Linked DNA regions of Rattus norvegicus: region 1 is linked to region 2. The links are chromatin contacts, called in public Hi-C maps. All regions are on one chromosome and are shown on one strand. Each heading gives the region's core, a stretch centred on a gene start, on an enhancer-like site or on the middle of the called end of the contact. The rest is flanking DNA. Distances are from core to core; before and after follow the strand shown. Region 1 overlaps Bmf (Bcl2 modifying factor). Region 2 has its middle 15 kb from the start of Srp14.

Region 1 (3,926 bases), core at 1,125-3,624, 40 kb before region 2:
GGTGTCAACCACGTGGGAGCCAAGTAGTCAGTTACCACCATGCTGTTGTACCAGCGGCCCGTGACTTTGTCAGCTTTGTTTTCAAAGACTCTGCCAATGACTGGACTGGATTGGACTGCGTCCAGATCAGCAGCAGCGCTCCAAGATGCGGTGGGCTTGCTGGGGGCGTGGGAGCCAAGCAGCCATCCCACTGATAAACCGGTCCCAGGGGAATCCTAGACCTCTTGGTTTCCTTGGAAACGTGTACCTCCTCCCCCTCACCCCAATTCCTTTTCTGTACCTAGTGGGATACGGGAAGAAGCGAGGACAGTGGCTTTGTCAGCTGGAAAGCGACTTTGGAAGGAGCAGACGTGACTATGGGACCTGCCGACTCGAGAGCTGACACATCTCGAATCTTCTTCCTTCAGCTTTCAGCTAGGCCAGAAGGGAGAGTTCTAGAAGGATCTCAGCTGCCTCCGACCTTCTTCCTTCTCTCCCTGACGCAGCGCTCAGGGAGGCAACGATAAGCAGCTGATCTTAGAAATCAAGTCCTAACTTTTATGTATGTAAGGAAAGACATTGGTGCTAAAATGAAGGGGAGCCAAGGCTCAAATAAAAGATGGCTTCCCTGAGCAAAGAAGACCACGGGGTCACTCAAGGAACTTGGAGGAGAAACTCAGAGTAGACTCTCGAATTGAACAAGCCCAGTGACTCCAGTTTCTGCAGAGGAGGGTGGGGGCTTCAGTACCATAGAAGGGCACCTGGTCTCCTGGGCGTACACTTGGGCAGGTTTCTCATGGCACAAGGCTGCCTACAGAGGGGGCTCATAGAGGCTGAAGTCCAGCCTGTGCTCTGCTCTCTAGGCTGCACATCCTGATGTGGGCTGGGTCTGCCCAGAGTTAGGGATGGCTTCCTGATTTGCACAGAGGTACTGTGTGCTCTCGGTGGTCCCGAGGAGGAACTTAAAGCATGCGTACAAGCCTTTGTGCTTTTCTGCTCAGATGACCTGGAGATATTACCTCTTCTTGGCCACAGTCATTTTCTCAGGGTGTATACCATGGTTCGTCTGCTAAGAAACTGGGTTCCTGTTTGCAAGGAGAGGGGATCCAAGAAATGAATATGAAGACTGGTTCCGAGGCACACTAATTATTGTGAAGCCCAGCCTTCCTACATCCCACTCCCTCTGCCGTTTAGATGTGTGTGGGACATATGTGGTCTGCCCCTTTCCTGGATCAAGGCTAGGACAGGCAGGCAGGCAGGCAGGCAGGCTTCTGGTATGTTCTTGGTGGTACATGTGTGCCCCTCCCCATACAGAACCTTGTACATCAGTCACCTTTAACCTGATTTAGTAGACTTTCCATCTGAGCTAAGGCTTAGCTGTCAGCTTCAGCAACCTTGCCAGGTACAGGCTGGGTACCCTGTGGCCTGAGAACTGAGCCCAGAGTTTGACCTGAACATTGAGCCTGGGACCAGGCAGAAGCTGGTCAGAATGCACTGTCTTCACTTTGGGCCGAACTAGGACCAACCTCACTAACTTGGGCAAGCCAGGGTGAAACTTAAACCCTCTTTTATCTTCCACCAACCTGAATCCAGGCTGGAGTTGAAGCTCAGAGATAAAGGGCTTGCCTGTCAGTCAAGAGACCCTTGGATAGATCCCAGGACTGGAAAATATAAATAAATAAAAATATGCTCCCTCCCCCCACCCCACCCCACCACCCCTAGATCTAGGAGGCAGCTGGAAGCCCAGCTCAAGGAGGCAAGAGGTTCCCCCTGGCTGGTTGCTCTAATTGGCCAGTGATCTCTGCCTGTTGAATTGGCTTTAGAGTCTCCCAGGACAGCCCCTCCCCTTTGCCTCTCCCCAACTCCAGGAGCCTGGCTGTCTCTAGTGAAGAGTGGAGATTCAGATTCAGAGGGAGGGAAGGTCTGACCTGTGTGGTGACCTGTAACCAGCTGAAGGCAGCAGGGCTTTTGTGGTGTGCTGAGGATGGGGGTGGGAGAGGGGCTGGGAAACTCAGTGTCGAAATAGCCTAGAGGAACAGAAGCCCCATATTCAGGGGCTGAACTGATCTCCTAATTCACAATCCCCAGGGGCATTTCTAAAAGCCAGTGAACAGATCTGGAGGGGAACGTCCCCCCAGTCCAGTCACTGACTCCCCCGGGGAGGCTGGGGTGGTACACAGGAGGGTGGGGGGTGGGCACTGTGCCTGGCCCTGTCTCTCTGTTTCAAAGTTTGGCTGTGCTGTTCAGTTGTCCCCAGTGGCCTTGTCTTGCTTAATCAGAGGTGGAAAAAGATCACCTCCCGGTGACCTCCTTCAGGCCCCAGGGGATGGGCTGTGTCCAGAGCTGTGTGGCAGAGCTTGTCTCCAGGGTCCAGAGAGGCCCAGCTGGCCTGCCTTGCTGCCCCAGCCACGAAACCCAAGCCCAACCTCAAGCATGGCAGGGAGTGGGTGTTGGGGACAGTCTAGCCAAGGCCTCTGTCTGCCCCAAGCTTTCCAGGAACTAAGTAGTGAAGTCACTGTGACCGTCCTGGTCAGTGAGGAGAATATTCTGGTGAGAGCTTCCGTTTCTGGGAACTTGAGAGGGAGTGGGTACGGGTGCATGGAGTAGCAAAAGACCCCAGCCTTCGTGGCTCTGCAGGATGTGGGGGAATCAGTACTGTGGCCACCATTCCCCCAGTGGAGCAAACTGGCTCTGTGAATATAAGACTTGTGGAGGCAGGCTATCCTGGCCTCATACCCTGGCTGGACCCAGAGGGACACAGGGTGGAGCCACAGGCATTTAAACTTTCTCTGGCTCCCTGTGGGCTGCAGGCCTAGGGGACAGAGCCTCACGGGAACAGCAGAACAAAGCTGGTCTCTTCCATAAGTGCCCAGCTTTGGCCAAGGTGCTATGAGATACGTGGCCCCCAGCTTGCACTGCCCCTCTCTCTACAGCTGTCTGTCTCTACCCCTTCTCTGGGTCCACAGCAAGTGACATGGGGAGACCCAGTGAGATGTAGCATTTCCTCCATCCCCAGTTCAGTTGGCATGGGGTCTGGGCATTTCTGCCTTAAGGAAAGGAATGGGGACTGTTATGTTTTAACCTGTATATAATATTTGACTGTTTTGGTTCTTTATTTGTATACATGTGTAAATACCCTCTCACCCATCAAGTGGTACCGTTTTTAATAAAACCATTTAAATCAGTCTGTTCTTTATTTTCCTAAGGTGTGTTAAAAACACAAGAGCGAGCGTCAATCACTCGTAACGTGATTCTGCCCCGATATCCCGAGTTACCAACAGAGATGTTGGATCCTTGTCACCGTCTGTCACTTCTTGGAGTTGAGAAGAACAGTCTAGCTGCACAGTAGCAGGGCCACAGAAGCCCAGTGCCTCAGGACAAAGGGGCTTTGGGGAGGTCAGCCTGGCTTTGGGTCCATGCTCTGGTCTCCACCTGCTGAATGACCTTGCCAGTAATAGAACTTCAGCCTTCCCTTACTCCCTGGCTCTGCTGGCCTCAAAGCCTTGAAGGGAATGTGCCACAGGTCCTGCCACCTCTGGCTCCCAGCAGTGGCAGCTTCTGTGGTGGAGATGAGCCTCCTGCCTTTCGACAGGCAACTCATCGCCCCTGGCAAGCTGAAGTCTGGGTTCTTTTTTATCAGGGTAATGTGGTAGCATAGGCAGCTATGCTCTCAGCTGCTTGGAAGACTGAGGCAGGAAGATCGCACATTCCTAGCCTGGGCTATAGAGTCCAAGACCCTGTTGTAAAAGCAAAGGACTGGAGAACATTACTTGGTGGTAGAGGCAAGCAGGCATGAGGCCTCAGGTTCAATCCCTAGTTCACAAAGATGGGGATAGCTCTGGCTGTCCTTGAACTCATTCTGTAGACCAGGCTAACCCCAAACTCAGAGTTTCTGCCTGCCTTTGCCTCCTGAGTGGCTGGGATTAAAGGTGTGCACCCCCAGCCAC
Region 2 (3,580 bases), core at 160-2,659:
GTCTGGGGTGGGAGGAGATAGGGGGAGAGAGAGGAAGGCTGAGCTGAGCCGGGCTCTACTGGGCTCTCAGTCTGGGCTCATGAAGACTTACCCAAACAGACCTGGGAGCAGGTGTGAACCCTCTGTCCCCAGAGTTTCTTGAAGAACAGTTTGTTCTGTGGGGGTGAGAGTTGGGGGCGGGGGACAACAGTCAGTGTAGGCGAGTGAGAGACATTAGTAGGACCCTGGAGCATGTTGCAGCTGCTTCCTGTTGTCAGAGCACTTCCTGCGATGGAGAGACTGGTCTCCCTGGCCTTCACACACACACACACACACACACACACACACACACACACACACACACACACACACACACACTCACCCTCTAAACTGTAACCTTCCTCAGACACTTCCCGTGGATACCTGGGAGCCAGCTTTAGGAAAAAAAGGTCTCAACAAGGAAGCTGTGTATGGCTGGCCACGTTTGGCTTCAAGGCACACCAGCTCTCTTGGGGAAGCAGGTCCTTGTCCCCCAGATGTGCTCACTCAGTCCTGTCCCCTTCTCCTTTCCTTGTGGGAAAGATTTCTCTTGTCTTCTCTGCACAGCCTGATTCTCTTTGCTCTGTCTCCCTCTGGTTCATTCTTCCTGAGATTTGCACACAGGCTGTCTCTCTCTGCTTAGTGGCTCTCCTTGACCATGTAGCATGCCAGTATGGGCCCTGCCTCCTCCTGCCTTGTCTTGTGGTTTGACATTTCACCTAGGTTTGTTCTGTCTCTTCCTCAAGACTGACAGACAGGAGACTCTGGGTGCTTTATCACTGCCTCCTACTTCAATCCCACACAGAACCAGCACAAAGCTGACCACATAAACAAGGGCACAGTGAATCTTGAGCACACGTTTATGTCTCTGTCTTGGTTCCTGCCTGAATTCAGTCAGCTGAGCCAGTTGGCCTCAGGCATGTTGAAATGAAGAACCACGTTCTTCTGTGGAACATGCTGTCTGCCAGGCACTTTGTCTCCTTATGGGAAGCTGACCATGACCTTGTTTCTTGTGGCACTTATGGGCCCCTGGCTGTCCAGGCACCCCTCTGACTCAGCAGGAGAGTTGCTATGGGAATGACCTGAGCTGACCACTCCACCCTTAAAAGGAGCCCTGCTGTGTAAGTGTTTGCAGGTGGTCAGAGAGGGAGGAGGGAGAGAGGTGGCAGTGCCCCTCCATCCCACTCTCGAGGGTCTGCAAATGTTTCCAGCCTCTGTCTTCTTTCTTGCAACTCTCTTCACTCTGAACTCGCAGCAGGGCCTGGCCCATGCTCCCTAGGGGGCCTGAGAAGGGCTGGAGTGGGGGTGGGGAGAGCAGTAACCTGGTACTCTCAGCCCTGCACTCTTCCCCCAATTGTGAAATGGCCTTGGACAAGAGCCAAGCAGGAAGCTGCCTCTAATCTGTGGCCTGGCGCCTGTGGTGTGAGGCCTGCAACTGCCTCTTCTCCTTCCCAGTGGTGGCTGAGGCTGACCTACAGGCCCACCTGCCCCGAGACAACCTGAGTTGTCTCCTGGAAAGGAGCCTAAGCCTCCATCCTGGCTACCCTAAGAAGGTGGGGATTCAGAGTGTGTGAAGGGCGGTTACTCCTCAGTCCTGGACCTCAAGGCTCCCAGTGTCTACTCTTCCTTCTGAACCCCATTCTGTTTTCCTAAGAATTCTGTTAACTAGGAGGAAGCCGGGTGCAGTGGTTCACATCCTCAATCCTAGCACTTGGGAGGCAGAGGCAGGCAGGTCTCTTGAGTTTGAAGCCAGCTTGGTCTACAGAGTGAGTTCCAGGACAGCCAAGGCTGCCTAATGAAACCCAGTTCAAACAAAACAAACACAAACACAAACACAAACACAAACACAAAAACACAAACCAAGTCAGCCAACCCCTGCTCCCAACCCCCGAAAGAATAGTAGAAAAGTAAAAGGTTGGACTAGAAAGATCTTCAGGGGCCTTTGTGTTTCCAGTTCTAGTCTTGTGACTCAGCTGGTTTGTGATCCACTGACATAATTTCAGATGGGCAGTCTGCTTCTGTGTCTGTTTTCCCTGAATAAATCTGCACCTGTTCACCTCTCAGAGTGGTCTACTGAGGTTGAGTGATTACATGAGAGTATCTCTCGCTTTGGGAGTTAGCCCGGGGAGTGATCTGTACCGGAATCCTCAGTGAATTATTTCCTGCCATTTCCTTTCAAGCTGGAAAGTTTAAACTTGGGACCCTCAGGCATGGCAGCACACTCTTTTAATCTCAGCACTCGGGAGGCAGTGGCAGGTAGATCTCCTGAGTTCCAAGCCATCTTGTTCTCCATAGTGAGTTCTAGGACAGCCAGAGCTATGCAGTAAGAACCTGCCTTGAAAACAAACAAATAAATTTGGGACCCCAGACATCATCAGTAAAGGACCCTGACTCCCACCCACTAACAGCGTAGGGCAAAAAAGGCCGGGAGGGGAGCAAGAGCCTTCACATGGCAGGGTACTCTGGACAGGGCTGCTTGTATAACAACCAGGCATCCCTGACTTGGCCTCAGTTTCCTTTGTACGGTGCGTGGTACACCCTGCATGAGCGCTGCCCCAACCCTGCTTCTGTACAAGACACATGGGACCAGGGGCTGTTTATGGGGTACAGTCTGTAGGCTACAGGAAATCCTATGTATCTCCCCCAAACACTGGCATCTGAGGTGCCACATTCAAATCTCTCCTTCACCCAGCATTGCCTGTTTCTTAGAGAGAGAGAGTGAGAGCTAGGTGCAGAAGAACACTCTCAGTACTCAAAAGGCAGAGGCAGGGGAATGATGTTCAACGTAAGCATGTGTTAAGTCCTTGGAACTTGACCTGAGGTGGACAGCAAGGGAATGACAAAAAGACAGACACACAGACATACCATACAGGAAGTTGGGCTGGGTGGACCGGGCTCTTGGATGGAGAAACCACAGCGCTCTGGAAGCTCAGTGACTATTATATAGACTTGAACAGGAAGTTACCGTGTACGGCTGAAGGAGGAGGCGATGTTAATACAGACAGATAAGCAAGGAGGCAAGATTAATGTATACTGGATCAAGTCTAGCTAACTCGGCAGGTCCGGTCTCTGTAGAGGAACATTCTTTTTTCTTTTCTTTTTTTTTCAGAGCTGGGGACCGAACCCAGGGCCTTGTGCTTCCTAGGCAAGCGCTCTACCACTGAGCTAAATCCCCAACCCCTGTAGAGGAACATTCTTAAGGCCCTGAACATGGAGGTGTTGGTGGGATAAAGCTATGATGAACATTTCTGTATGCACTGTCAACATCCACACATGGACCAGAAGTGAAGGCTTTTCCCAGTTCCCTCTGAGGCCCACCCTGGCAGGAGATGGAGACTGCTATTTTTCTATGGGTCTGAGTCTATAATCCTTGACATGGGTATCCCCACATTAGCGATACTCATTCAGTCAGGATTTCACTTGGGTGTCCCTCTGTTCCCTACAAGCATGAGCTAAAAAAAAAGCAGGGAGGCGGGGCATTTGAGACTCGTGATGAATGTGTTAGTGTGAGGTAGCTAACTGGCACAGAGGGGAGGAAAGTGAGGTAATGAGGAGAGTAACA

Evidence for each region. Hi-C and Micro-C count contacts between places; a contact is called where the count stands out from the background.
Region 1: a contact with region 2 is called in a Hi-C map of liver, with 3 times the contacts expected there. The contact joins two enhancer-like sites. A contact is called at or near these places in 6 of 12 Hi-C or Micro-C datasets (the A7r5 cell line, frontal cortex, kidney and 3 more).

The regions. Positions count from the first base shown.
Region 1 is chr3:125,952,704-125,956,629 of GRCr8, reverse strand. It overlaps Bmf (Bcl2 modifying factor), which reads left to right. Exons shown (of 5, transcript NM_139258.2): 5 at 1-3,164. Among named protein-coding and RNA genes, the nearest start is that of Bmf, 19 kb to the left of the region's middle. Within about 2 kb of position 2,374, at least 15 of the 93 cell types and tissues checked have an H3K27ac peak or open chromatin away from gene starts, as enhancers often do. A contact at or near this core is called in the A7r5 cell line and liver, where this site is marked.
Region 2 is chr3:125,912,565-125,916,144 of GRCr8, reverse strand. No RefSeq gene overlaps it. Among named protein-coding and RNA genes, the nearest start is that of Srp14, 15 kb to the right of the region's middle. Within about 2 kb of position 1,409, at least 27 of the 93 cell types and tissues checked have an H3K27ac peak or open chromatin away from gene starts, as enhancers often do. A contact at or near this core is called in the A7r5 cell line and liver, where this site is marked.